Regions from separate parts of the Zea mays genome. Here region 1 is linked to region 2. A link is a contact called in public Hi-C data. All regions are on one chromosome and are shown on one strand. The core of a region is the stretch at or near the end of the contact, and the rest is flanking DNA. Distances in the headings are between cores, read along the strand shown.

Region 1 (3,196 bases), core at 439-2,938, 110 kb after region 2:
TTGTTAGCACCTCTATGTAGGGATGAATACAACAAGGTTAGTGGCTTGGACAACACCAAACAAATATGGGATACCCTCAAGATCTCTCATGAGGGAAATGATCACCAAGATGAAGTTGGTGGAAGGAGAGCTGGGGAGATTTACCATAAAAAGGGGAGAGGAGCCAACTGAAACGTACAACAGGCTCAAGACCCTGGTGAACAAGATATGAAGCTATAGAAGCACAAGATGAACGGATCACGACGTCGTGCGCGTCATGTTAAGGTCATTTACTGTAATTGATCCTCATCTTATCAACCTTATTCGTGAAAACCCTAGGTACACCAAAATGTCGCCCGAGGAAATACTTAGTAAGTTTGTAAGCGGGTAAATGATGGTGAAAGAAGCAAGGTACGTTGACGACATCGCCAATGAACCTCTTCCTCTTTATGAGTCGCAACTCGTTGCACTCAAAGCAACGACCAGCATGGCGTTGCTACCAAAAAGGTAGCATAAGTGGAGGCTGCCGAACTTAATGAGGAAGAAATGACGCTTGTAATAAAGCGCTTCAAAACTGCATTGAAGGGACGCAAGGACTACCCCAACAAGAACAAATCAAGCGGAAAGCGTTCGTGCTTCGAATGTGGTAAGACTGGTCATTTTATTGGCTATAAACCAGTCATTAACATTGTTAGGTATTCGGTGCTCTTACCAAAAGCTCCACTAAAAATGTCTAATGCTTATATAAGTCAAAGAGCTCATTTTACATGCTCTCCAAGTGCCTTGTCTAGTATGCTATATGGTGCCACATCGGACACATCTAGTGCACTATAGAGTTGAACACAAATTTGACATGCTGTCACGGTTCCATATCTAATGGGCCATCTGGTGATGCACCTAACACGTCTAGTGAGGCATATTCGTTGCATAACAGACTCCATTGTGCTTGGTTGAAAAACTGTGCAATGTGTGTGAGCCTTACATCTATTTAGTGCACCATCGAACATGTCTGATGCCTTCTGAAAAACTGCACTAAGAGGACTTTCATCTTTTCTTAAGCATGCTAACTCTTAAATGTTTTTACCGAACACATGAGAGGATTGTTAGCATTTTTAAAATGTTTTTAAACATTTTTGCTTGCTCTCACATGTTACTTAGGCCTATATTTGATGCATATGATTTCAGAACTTAGTGGCACTAGTTGACTGAGTTGTCTAATTATACTCCCCTTTTAATAGTACAATAATCTATCCTTAATCTGATCATAGACTATTGCATCTTGACCGATGAAACAAAATACCCTAACTTATACATTTGTCTAGAGCCCTTAGAAAGCTCCATGTGTGATTTTGTTAATTGAGGACTACCCTCAACTCTAGGTATTGTGAATGAGATAGGTTAAGCCCTCTAGTGTCTCATCTCGTCTCTATAATTTTAAGGGATAGCTGGTAATATCACTGAGATAGTTCTATTTTAATCTCTGGCCCTTAATTAAACAAACTTATGCCGGGGTCGTCCCATCCCATTTTATCCCATCATTACAACCAAATGCACCAGTGGAGTTTGAGGTAGGGATGATTTGGTTACGTGGGTTTTGTAAATTTTAAAATGGTGAATTATATAATGATATAGATGTCAACAAAATGGTGTGTAGGGAAAAAATTCGGACAAGTAACATTATATAACCATGTAGTATTTGTAATGGACTTGTAAATTCTTATAATAGCTTACAGGGAAAAGACTCTTCAATCTGAAGCAAAATGTACCGGGAATGTTGAAGAGCGGGACTCTTAAGCAGTAGTGAGATGCGGCGGTGGTGGTCGCCGGCGTTGGCGGCTGTGGAGCCGCGGTCCGTGCAGCTCCTGCTCCTGGGCGTCGCTCTCGTCGCAGCTTCTTTCTACGCCGGCACCCTCTTCGGCTCCTCCGCGTCCCCTGCGCTCGTACTGCCCCCTTCGCGCCCCCGATCGCCCGATTCCTTCAGGGCCAAAGGTGCCTAGCTTCATCTCTCTCCGAGCGTTTGACACCGTCGCGATCCGCCGAAGGATAGCATTTCCCAGTCCACTTCGTCCAGGCTTCTTAGAAAATCTGGCTTATGGTTCCTTGCTATGTTTGAAATTTGAGTGGCGGATTCCGATTTATTGTTGCAGGTTTCGTGTTGACGCTCCTGCATCGTTAGTAAAGGGGCGCTTGTTAGGCGATTGGTTCTAGCGGTTTACTCTCTATACCTTATTTGAGCAGACGGTAGTTTGCAGGAATAGTTTGATTGAGATTTGGGACCCGCTTTCTGCCAGCAACAAAGGATTAGGTTACTATAGTGCGGGCTAGTATGTTAAAAAATAATTCATAATTCTCCAAGAACTAGGCCTTAACCCATTTCAGTAGGTGCTATGCCTGAACTTTGTTTTTTTATTGTTTCTCTTTGCAGTTGCAGCAACTTATGTTGATACTAGAGTGCTCATCTGTCTACTTGTCCCATCCTCCTAGCTTACCATATCAAGATGCCTTGTATTTTTCATTATGTTTCCATGCCAATTTGGTGAAATCTGTTTTGTTTTCAGTTACAGATGTTCCAGTGTTTACCAACAGAGTTTCTCGTACGTACCGGGCAAAATCAGTGACAGTTCCAGATCACGGAGTTGATGTGTGTCCTTTGGAATACAATGAGTATGTCCCCTGCCATGATGGAGCCTATATAAGCAGCTTGAAGAGCCTGGATACATCTAGGCATGTGGATCTTGAAAGTATTTGTCCTCCATGGGAGAAGCGGTTGTTTTGTTTGGTGCCCCCTCCAAATGACTACAAGATACCAATAAGATGGCCAACAAGCCGAGACTACGTATGGCGTAGTAATGTCAACCATTCACATCTTGCTGAGGTCAAAGGAGGACAGAACTGGGTGCATGAGAAGGGCAAACTTTGGTGGTTTCCTGGAGGTGGCACTCACTTCAAACATGGTGCATCAGAATACATAGAGAGGTAACTAAATTTTTTGCCTAACTCACATCCCACGTTGTAACAAATAAGCTTGATAGTTGTATACTAGTATTATTATCTCCTATGGCCATTAATGCATATAATATGCAATCCAATGCTTGTTACCTCATCTAGATGATTGTCAGATGTGATGCCTTATAGGCTTGTAGCAAATGTTGAATGTTATTAATTTTGATCTAGCATTGTATATTCTTTAGCAAACAACCTATTAGGAGCATTCCCT
Region 2 (3,581 bases), core at 661-3,160:
TCTTCGATTGGTAAGTGCACTTAACCCACCCACCTAACATAGATCAAGAAATGTGTTTAATACATGTCAATCGAAAATGTCTTGTCTTTTCCTCAATGCATTCACGAGGGAAATTCGTTTTAAGTTGGTGATTAGGCAGGCCCCATGATGCATGATGCTGCAGTGAATATAGTGGATCATCTCATGGCTCGGTGAAGGGCTTTATGCTGATAAACAAACTTCTTGTTAGAACTTCTATGGACTCTAAGCTCCTCAAATAATGAAATCTAAGGTCAGAAACTTCCATTCTAAAAACTCATCAAGTTTTTCTAACTTTCTTTACACGAGATGTGAGCTTTTTGCATCAATGCTTTGTTTTCCTTAGCTATTCTTTATTAGCATGAATCTCTATCTATTCTTTTGGGAAAATTAAAAATCATTAACGGGGCGTTTGGATCCCTTCATTTTAGAGGAATTGGAATTCACTCAATCAAATAACCTATTTAGTATAGAATTTGAGATTCCACCACTTTCCAAAGTTCAGATATAAGTCTATCTTAAATTCATGGGGTGGAGGATGGAAAATGATTTTATGCATTAGTAGAATTTGTTTCTACTCTGTAACTTACATGACACTCTTCGTCTCACTCCTCTATAGTAAAAATGTAGCACATAAATATCTCTGACATCTTGTTAATAATATTATACAAATATATTTTGCATAAAATCGAATTAGCTTAATTGATATATGCCTAAATTACTATTATTAGAATGGAATTCAATTCCAATGATCCAAAATGGGGAATAAAAGTAAATGGAACTAGGAGGAGTGAATTACAATTTTTACTCAATGAACTCGAGAATAACATCTAAAAAAAGTAACTATTACATATCAAGATAGAACATGCATAGGGTTTTGTAAGTGGTTTGTTGTGGACCTTAGCTTTTAAGCGATCCATCGCTCTGCGTTCGTTCAATCGTGTTAGAAAATATGTAAAACGAAGGCCGCAAAGATAGGTATTTTTAATAGTTTAGTTAAATGATTTAGGAACCTATGACCCTTTAGTTCTTTTCTATTTGTCGCGTTTTAGTTTAAAAATGAACTAGCGAACGATAAATATTTAGAACGTAGGTAGTAATAATTATGTATATTAAAATTTTATCACGTGCAAAGGGGTTGGTGGGTTGGTACGTACGATTTTAGTCAAAAGTAGAAGCCGTTTAACATATCACCAGTTGCATAGTGGTGGCGGCATACAAATAGCAAACACGGTCAAAGTGGTTGGAGTAGGTCACTAACAGTTTAGTTGAGGCTCTGATCTTCTGTCGCGGGAAAACACTAACTCTGTCTAATTTTTTTTGGATTTAAATTTTAAGATGAACTATATTTCTATACAATGTTATTAGTTTTTTATTCTATATAGATACACTACAAAAATGTATTTTCTGATTAGTTTAATGATATTAATGAAATGTTAGTACTTTTTCTTAATAGATTTAAATAAATTTACAAATCGCCGTTTGACTCTAAAAGGAAAGAGAATCGATTCCTCTAAGAAACAAGGGAGTAGTATGCTAAACATAAACAGAGAGTTGACACGGGGAGCAAAATTTGTTTTGTCCCGTCTTAGCAGCATGATGTGCAAGTAACATGAGTCTACCTACCCTGCTGCTTCGGCTTGTTGCCCCGCATCCTCTGCTTTTTTGTGCAGGTCAAATTTGCACTGCTGCTTTGGTTGAAGCACAACTGCTTAAGAAAGTCTTAACGGAGGTTACGGAGCTGTTAGGAAAATGACTATCGGGCATGGAGCAATGACACCGACACGTCGTTGTGTCACCGGGCCTTGGTGCGCCTGCCTGCACTGCAAAAGGTCCACGTACGTCGTACAGGAGCCTCCACGTCCACACGCGGCGTTTGGGCGCCTGCAGCTCTCCACGTTGTGAGTAGCCGCGCCGCAGCAAAAGGGTCCCGTGGCGCGAGCTCGACCAGCCCCCACCAACCCCCCCGTCGCCGTTGGCGTCGTGTGCCGTTCGCCTCACCTACCTACCGGTCCGCCCTCCCGTTCGCCTCACCTACCGACCCTCCCTCGTGTTGACGGCCGGCGCCCATTTAAATCGGCGCGCCCCCTCTCTGCTGGCATGCCGGATTAAATAAACTAGAACACAGGGTTAAAGGTACCGTTTTGGACCGAATTTCGCCCCACGACGAAAACAGGAGATAACGGAATTTCGACCGGTTTACGATTTCAAATTTAACTAACCGGATTTCTCTACCTTTTGACCGAATTTCGGTGATTTTTGATCGGGTAACGGAGTTTGGTTAGGAAAAAAAAAATTTTGGTAGAATTTGTCTGTATTTTATTTAAGTCATGTTGCACAATGAATAACAATATATTCATAAATAATTTGATGTACAAAAACACATAAAACATAATTATGCAAATAGCAACCGCAATTTGGTCACGTCGATCTACTTGTTTTAACTAACAAAACTATATATACAAGCTATTCGTTTGGCTTTAATCCGAAACGGCTTCTACTATTTTCTTACAGCTGCAACACTCCGCCCAGCTGGCATTAATCCGAAGCGAACAACTAGATAACCTAGCTTGATCTACTCGTTCTGTAACCAACACTAAGCTCCTTAACACCATGAAACATATGGAGTACACTAAATAATTGATTCTACAACTATTTAACCATATAAGCACCGAGATCCACTGTTGGACCGTCGAGAAATGCTGCAACCCGAGTGAATCTCACCGCTTTGGGAGCGGTTTCCACGCCGCCGCCGTGTGGACCCAAGAAAAAATAGCGGAGCAGAGAGTGAATGAGCTCATGTAACTACACAACAGTGTGAAACGCCATGTATCCCATTTTATAATTTTTTGGGTTAATGGGTTTAAAACAATATTTATTTTGTTTTTATGCCTAGAGACGAAATTTTGAACTTCAAATAATTTTTGTGTTGCTGGGACCATATAATTTTTTATAGAAAATTTTCCCCACTAGAGCCATATTAATAAAAAATTGATTTTTTTGGTAGAACACAATCAGGAGTTCTAATCAGTTATCTTGGTGGAGGAAAGCTTCTTCCAAGGTTACCAAAGGCAAAAGAAAAGGCTTCACTAGTTTTATGAAACATATGTGTGTTTGATGGTGCTAGGCCTTGCCTCTACCCTAGTGGAGGAATTCAATATTAAGCTGTAGCTTTGGTTTTTGGCATGAGCCAAGAGCATGTGCTGTTAGAAAATTAGACATTATTAGTTTTAATTTAATCCAGAAAACCAATGTGATGTATGTGACGACATGTATGTGCATGTGTGTATGACTACTCGCATAAGCAGTAAAAAACAGTAAAACATACACAATTACGAAGAAAAGAATGTACGGCGGAGGGACCGATGCTCAAGGCATCAGTGACTCCATTCCCACGAGACATCTCGTGTGTATGTTCGATGTAGTCGTACGCAGTCTATGTAGGCAGATGTACGCAATGCAGTCCCTCTGTTGGTCACTTGTTCTCGAATGCTGTGAATCAAGAACAAGGCAACACAATTGTTAAGTATTAAGGACCTTCGCCTTCCAAAGCATTATCTCTC

What was found. Hi-C and Micro-C count contacts between places; a contact is called where the count stands out from the background.
Region 1: a Hi-C map of leaf shows a contact between it and region 2, with 2.0 times the contacts expected there. The contact joins the promoter of LOC100285434 here to the enhancer-like site in region 2. A contact is called at or near these places in 3 of 25 Hi-C or Micro-C datasets (endosperm, leaf and tassel).

Annotation. Positions count from the first base shown.
Region 1 is chr8:85,625,708-85,628,903 of Zm-B73-REFERENCE-NAM-5.0, forward strand. LOC100285434 (ankyrin like protein) reads left to right here and starts at 1,689. Exons shown (of 7, transcript NM_001158327.1): 1 at 1,689-1,968; 2 at 2,538-2,955. The coding sequence starts at 1,785.
Region 2 is chr8:85,515,696-85,519,276 of Zm-B73-REFERENCE-NAM-5.0, forward strand. No RefSeq gene overlaps it. Among protein-coding and RNA genes, the nearest start is that of LOC100272801, 16 kb to the left of the region's middle. Within about 2 kb of position 1,911, at least 17 of the 20 cell types and tissues checked have an H3K27ac peak or open chromatin away from gene starts, as enhancers often do. A contact at or near this core is called in endosperm, leaf and tassel, where this site is marked.